Regions from separate parts of the Macaca mulatta genome. Here region 1 is linked to region 2. Evidence: chromatin contacts called from public Hi-C data. All regions are on one chromosome and are shown on one strand. The core of a region is the stretch at or near the end of the contact, and the rest is flanking DNA. Distances in the headings are between cores, read along the strand shown. Region 1 holds the start of CSNK1A1 (casein kinase 1 alpha 1). Region 2 holds the start of GRPEL2 (GrpE like 2, mitochondrial).

Region 1 (2,723 bases), core at 173-2,672, 210 kb before region 2:
GAACCCTATTACTAACCTTAATTACTTGATCACCTTTCAAAGGTGCAGTTAAAATTCTTCACATTTTTCTCTCATTTCTATTTAATTAATTATTTTTTTGAGAGAGGGTCTCTCTGTTGCCCAGGCTGGAGTGCAGTAGCGTGATCTAGTCTCACCGCAACCTCCGCTTCCGAGTAGCTGGGGTTACAAGTGTACGTCATCACACCCAGCTAATTTTTGTATTTTTAGTAGATACGGGGTTTCGCCATGTTGGCCAGGCTGGTCTCGAACAACTGACCTCAAGTCATCTGCCCGCCCCGGCCTCCCAAAGTGGTGGGATTACAGGCGTGAGCCACTGCGCCCGGCCCTCATTTCTATTTTAATTAAATTTTATTTAGGATAGGCTTAGCTTAAATGTTTACGACTGAGGTCTGACTTAAGATGATAGCATAAACCATGGAGCTTTCTTTTGTGAACATTACTATTACTCAACCCAATTTTCCCAGGTCAAATTTTGTAATACAAAATGTGGTCAAGATTTGATTCTCTGATCGATTTTTAGTAAAAAAGAAAAAAATTTCCGTGTAGCTTTAAATGTTGTCAATTAAATTTTGTAATAGTTACCTCTACTCTGTTCAGGTTAATACTGCGGTTTTCAACATGACCAACATACGATTCTTTGTTGTTGTTTTGGTGGGGTTGGGGGGCATAACAGTTTTTTCACTCTTGTTAAATTAATTTTCTGTTGATTCCATCTATCCCTAATCTTCACTATGAACAAGATACTGGGTTTTCTTCTGAAGATCAAAAGTGGTAGTGAGGCAATAATGCAAAGACGTAGGACGGCAGGGGGATTCCGGCTTCTTTCTTTTTTCCCCTCCTGTGGAAAGAGGGTCTATAACACTCCGTAGTAGAGAAGAAAATTCTAATTATGAAGGGTAATTAGCTAGGTTTTGCTATAACCGAGAGCCCTGAACGATTCCTCAACGCGGGCTGCTTTTCTCTTCCTCTCCACCAGAGGCGATAGCCTCTTTCCAAACAGAAACTGGGTTGGAATAGGCCGGTCCTGGGGAGCGGCCAGAAGAAAGATCAAAGGTTAAAAACCGCCTCAAAGAGCAAAGGTCAATACCCAACTCCTAAGGAGGCCTGACACGAAACATGAAGGTGACTCCTCCCAACATCGAGGCCTGGGGCCACTCAGCCTTCCAGAGACCCTGCGGGTCCGAGGCGAGTAACAGGTAACACCAGCTGAGCCGCCGCCGACCGGAAGTGGAAGAAAGCCCGGGGCGGGGTGAGGCAGGCCGCGGCACGCCTGCGCAGTCAGCAGGAGTTGCAGCGCTCATGCGCTACTGGGCGGTGACAGGGTGACGCTCGGAGCGTGGGCCGCGACTCTCACGGATCCGGTTCCGCCCTCTCGCTGCCGATCCTTCGGAGCGAGCGCCCCAGATCCCTTTCCCAGAGTGCTCTGCGCCGTGAAGAAGCGGCTCCCGGGGACTGGGGGCATTTTGTGTTGGCTGGAGCTGGAGTAACAAGATGGCGGCGTCGGCGGAGTGACAGGGGTCCCTCAGGGCCGGAGCCGGCGGCAGTGGTGGTAGCTGTATCGCCGCCCTAGCTCACCGCGCCCCTTTTCCAGCCCGCGACGTCGCCGCGCAAGCGAGGCAGCGGCGGCCGCCGAGAAACAAGTGGCCCAGCCTGGTAACCGCGAGAAGCCCTTCACAAACTGCGGCCTGGCAAAAAGAAACCTGACCGAGCGGCGGTGATCAGGTTCCGCTCGGCTGATTCTGGGCCCCGAACGCCGGTAAAGGCCTCCGTGTTCTGTTTCCTGCCGCCTTCCTCCGTAGCCTTGCCCAGTGTAGGAGCCCCAGAGGCCTCCGTCGTCTTCCCAGAGGTGTCGGGGCTTGGCCCCAGACTCCATCTTCGTCTCTCAGGATGGCGAGTAGCAGCGGCTCTAAGGCCGAATTCATTGTCGGAGGGAAATATAAACTGGTACGGAAGATCGGGTCTGGCTCCTTCGGGGACATCTATCTGGCGATCAACATCACCAACGGCGAGGTAATCACCTGGGGTGGGGTTCACGATAACGCTGCGCTTTTCCTCATTCCCCCCACCACCACCGCGCACCCCCAAAGTGCTCGGGCCTTTCCTCACCGCACGCACTCGCCAGGGAGTCCAGGGAGCTAGTTTTCCTGGCTTGCGATCCTCGCCCGCTCTCTCCCTAAAAGGGTCAAGAACCCGATAGAAAGGTTGGGGGAACTAGTTTCCCAGCTTGTTAAACACGTCCCATAAATGTCCCTTCGTCGAGCTGTTTTTTTTTTAACCGACTTTTAAGGTGGAAACGGCAAAATCCTCTTTCTGTGATTCCCATGCTTTGCTTTGCTTTTCTTTTATTTAATTTTTAATCCTACTGGGCCTCTTGTTCCAATTAGAACAGTTTCCGATTGCCTAGTTCCTTAAAAACCTCTCACTACGTTCAGAGGTTGCTTCTTTTTTCTGGATGAATCATTTTCCTGCACTTTAGAGGACGTACGATTTCGTCACTACCCCCTGAAGAGGCCTTTGAGGCTGGTTGCCTCGTTTTATAATTACAGAGAGCTTTCTCTTTCCAGCTTTTCACTTCTTCCTTGTAGTCGCGACTTGGAGTTTTGCTAATGTCTCTCTCCTTTCCTAAATGACACTGAATCCGTAGGGATGTTGATGCCATCATCCCCTCTTTCCCCTGCAGGAAGTGGCAGTGAAGCTAGAAT
Region 2 (2,700 bases), core at 170-2,669:
TATTATAATCTGATGTGTGATTTTATAGACAGTTCCACATTCTGGGGTCAGAAAATATGGTCACTGTAGATCTGGGGATAATTACACACAGGGAAACACCTCCTTCTCCCTAAAAAACCACATTTATCCACTTGAAAAAGCAGGTCAAAATATTCTCAGGGCCAGTTCAAAGGGAAAATGGCCAAAGCTTAGACCAAGAAATAGGGGTGGGGAGTTGTGGCCAATCTCAATTCCTGCTGCTTCAGAATTGAAGCAGGGAGGCAGCTTATCAGAAGGAACCATTTTTCTTCTGGTCATTTCCTTACATCACCAACAAGCTGCCAAAAAGACTTGAGAACGGTAAACAAAACCAAGTCCCCAAACCCTGAATACAACCTCTTACTCTGGTGCTAGGGTAGGATGTTGGGTCAGGTGTGTTAAGATAAAAACGGTGACATATATAGTTAAGCACATTTACCAGATTCTCCCGTAGCTTACTTTACTATTCAGAGGTCCAACCCTACCTCGTACTCAACCATTTTTATTCTCTTTCCCAGGAAGAAACAGTGTAGAGGCAATAATCTCTGAGAAAATTAATTAACATCGCTCATTAAATAAGAGCGCCCATTCTAATGCCCTGGTTTCCAGCTCGGGTTCTACCACTTCCCAAATATTTAAGTTTGGAAAACTTACTCAACTTTTCTAAACCTCAGTTTCCTCAATTACTAAATAGGGAATAATAAAAAGAACCACCCATAGATCTGCAGTCGGCCTCGTAAGCGACCAATATAAGCTGCCGATGAATAAAGGCAGCAAATGGAACTTGTCTCCCGAAGGCTGATGCAATGGCCGTTTGGAGAAACCAAGTTCAGCGGCCTCCTTTTACTGACAGGTACAACAGTGCCCGGATAACGGAGAAAGGACTGGCCTAAGGTCACGCGGAGTGAGGGGAGAGAACCCAAATCTACTCACGGGTACCACAGGCTGGGAGAAGAGGCCGGGAGAGAGGTACATCCCTCCCTTGGGGGCTTAAGAGACTTCTCACCTTCCAGGCCATACATGACCTCGGATCTCCCCCGCTTCCTCGGCATAAGAAAGAGGTGCGGCTGGGGGCCTCAGTTTCCCGGTCTGTAAAATGGGGCCGTGAGTGCATGGTCGTAGAGGCCGAGAGGCTTGCTCCCCTCGACTACGTTCAGGTAACTCTCGCTCTCCAGCCCACAACCACCCGGGCTGGCTCGCTAGCCCCGCAGAGTCCTCACGCTACCGACCCCCCGCCTGCAATGCTTACTTGCTGTCCCACGCGGCAGTCGAGGCCAGTAGGCGCTGCACCCGCAGCCGGCCCGCCCACAGCGACCTTACGGCCATGTTCCCGACTTGGGCTGAGGGAGGCAGCGCACGCGCACTCGCTGCAAGTGAAGAGATGCTCCCGCTTAAAAACCAGCCTTTGCGGGCGTTTCCCTCTCAGGGCTTCCGGACAGGAACGCTATACTTCCGTTTGCCCTGTGGCCCGCGCAGTTCCCCATCCGGTCGTTCGGAGCGATCGCAACACTTCCGGCTCTCAGTGTGTTTCGCGAGTAGGCCGGGTCCTAGTGGTAACTACAGAGGCTCCGTGCTGGGCGCAGGGTCGGCGGCAAACAAAGCAGATCATAGCTGTGTCCGCATGGAACTTACTTGATGTTATGAGCGATAAACAGATACAAGCGGGATGTAAAGTCAGAATATGAGCGGTGTTTAAAGGTGAGGGGCAGGTGTTGCGGAAGCCTGGAATAGAAATTTAGCCGTGTGGGATGTTTTCCCAGAGGAAGCGGGTATTTGAGCTGAGCTGAAGAAAGGGTTCAGGCAGAGGGAAACATCTGCAGAAGCCTAATAAAGAGAGAAGAGTATTCCATGTAAGGGACTGAAATATACAGAGGCGGGAGGGCAATAGGACTAGTTGTTAGGTAGGGCTAGATCACGTGAACGGTTTAAAACATTGCAGCCTGAACCATTGCCTATCACTCCTCCCAGCCTTTTTCTCGAATGCCCTTCTTATGGACTTGTTTTTTAAATGGTGTGTATTTTCTCATTTCCTCTCATTAAAATATAAGCTCTTTTAAGGCAGAGATATTGTCTATTCATTCCCATTGAGCAGTGCCCTAATTAGGTGTTCAAAATTATTTCTTTTTTGAGATGGAGTCTCACTCTTATCACCCAGGCTGGCGTGCAGTGGTACAATCTTGGCTCACTGCAACTTCCGCCTCCCAGGTTCAAGCAATTCTCCTGCCTCAGCCTCCTGTGTAGCTGGGATTACAGGCGCCCACCACCAGGCACAGCTAATTTTTGTATTTTTAGTAGAGACGAGGTTTCACCATGTTGGACAGGCTGGGCTTGAACTCATGACCTCAGGTGATCCGCCTTCCTCAGCCTTCCAAAGTGCTGATGACAGGCATGAGCCACTGCCCCCGGCTTCAAAAACTTTTTTTTGCTGAATTTAGACTGATTCTGATTGCAATGGAATATGAAAATAAATAAAATGTAAAAGCTATTGGAACCTCCCAAATACTTTAAGCTTTGAGAGAAATGTGGCTGTGGTCTGGGTCCATGTAGCAGAGCAGAAACCAGATTTCTCCCCTGTCAATCACTGATGTTTGTAATAGATGGCCTCCTTTATTGTCCTGTACCTAACTCAGACCAGATGGTGCCCTGAATTGAACTGACCCCACGACAGTTACACCTGCAGGG

The links. Hi-C and Micro-C count contacts between places; a contact is called where the count stands out from the background.
Region 1: a Hi-C map of fetal cortex germinal zone shows a contact between it and region 2, with 2.3 times the contacts expected there. The contact joins the promoter of CSNK1A1 here to the promoter of GRPEL2 in region 2. A contact is called at or near these places in 2 of 14 Hi-C or Micro-C datasets (blood and fetal cortex germinal zone).

What each region holds. Positions count from the first base shown.
Region 1 is chr6:158,514,284-158,517,006 of T2T-MMU8v2.0, reverse strand. CSNK1A1 (casein kinase 1 alpha 1) reads left to right here and starts at 1,422. Exons shown (of 10, transcript NM_001261235.1): 1 at 1,422-2,031; 2 at 2,702-2,723. The coding sequence starts at 1,909.
Region 2 is chr6:158,304,959-158,307,658 of T2T-MMU8v2.0, reverse strand. It overlaps GRPEL2 (GrpE like 2, mitochondrial), which reads right to left and starts at 1,419. Exons shown (of 4, transcript NM_001261153.1): 1 at 1,268-1,419. The coding sequence starts at 1,344.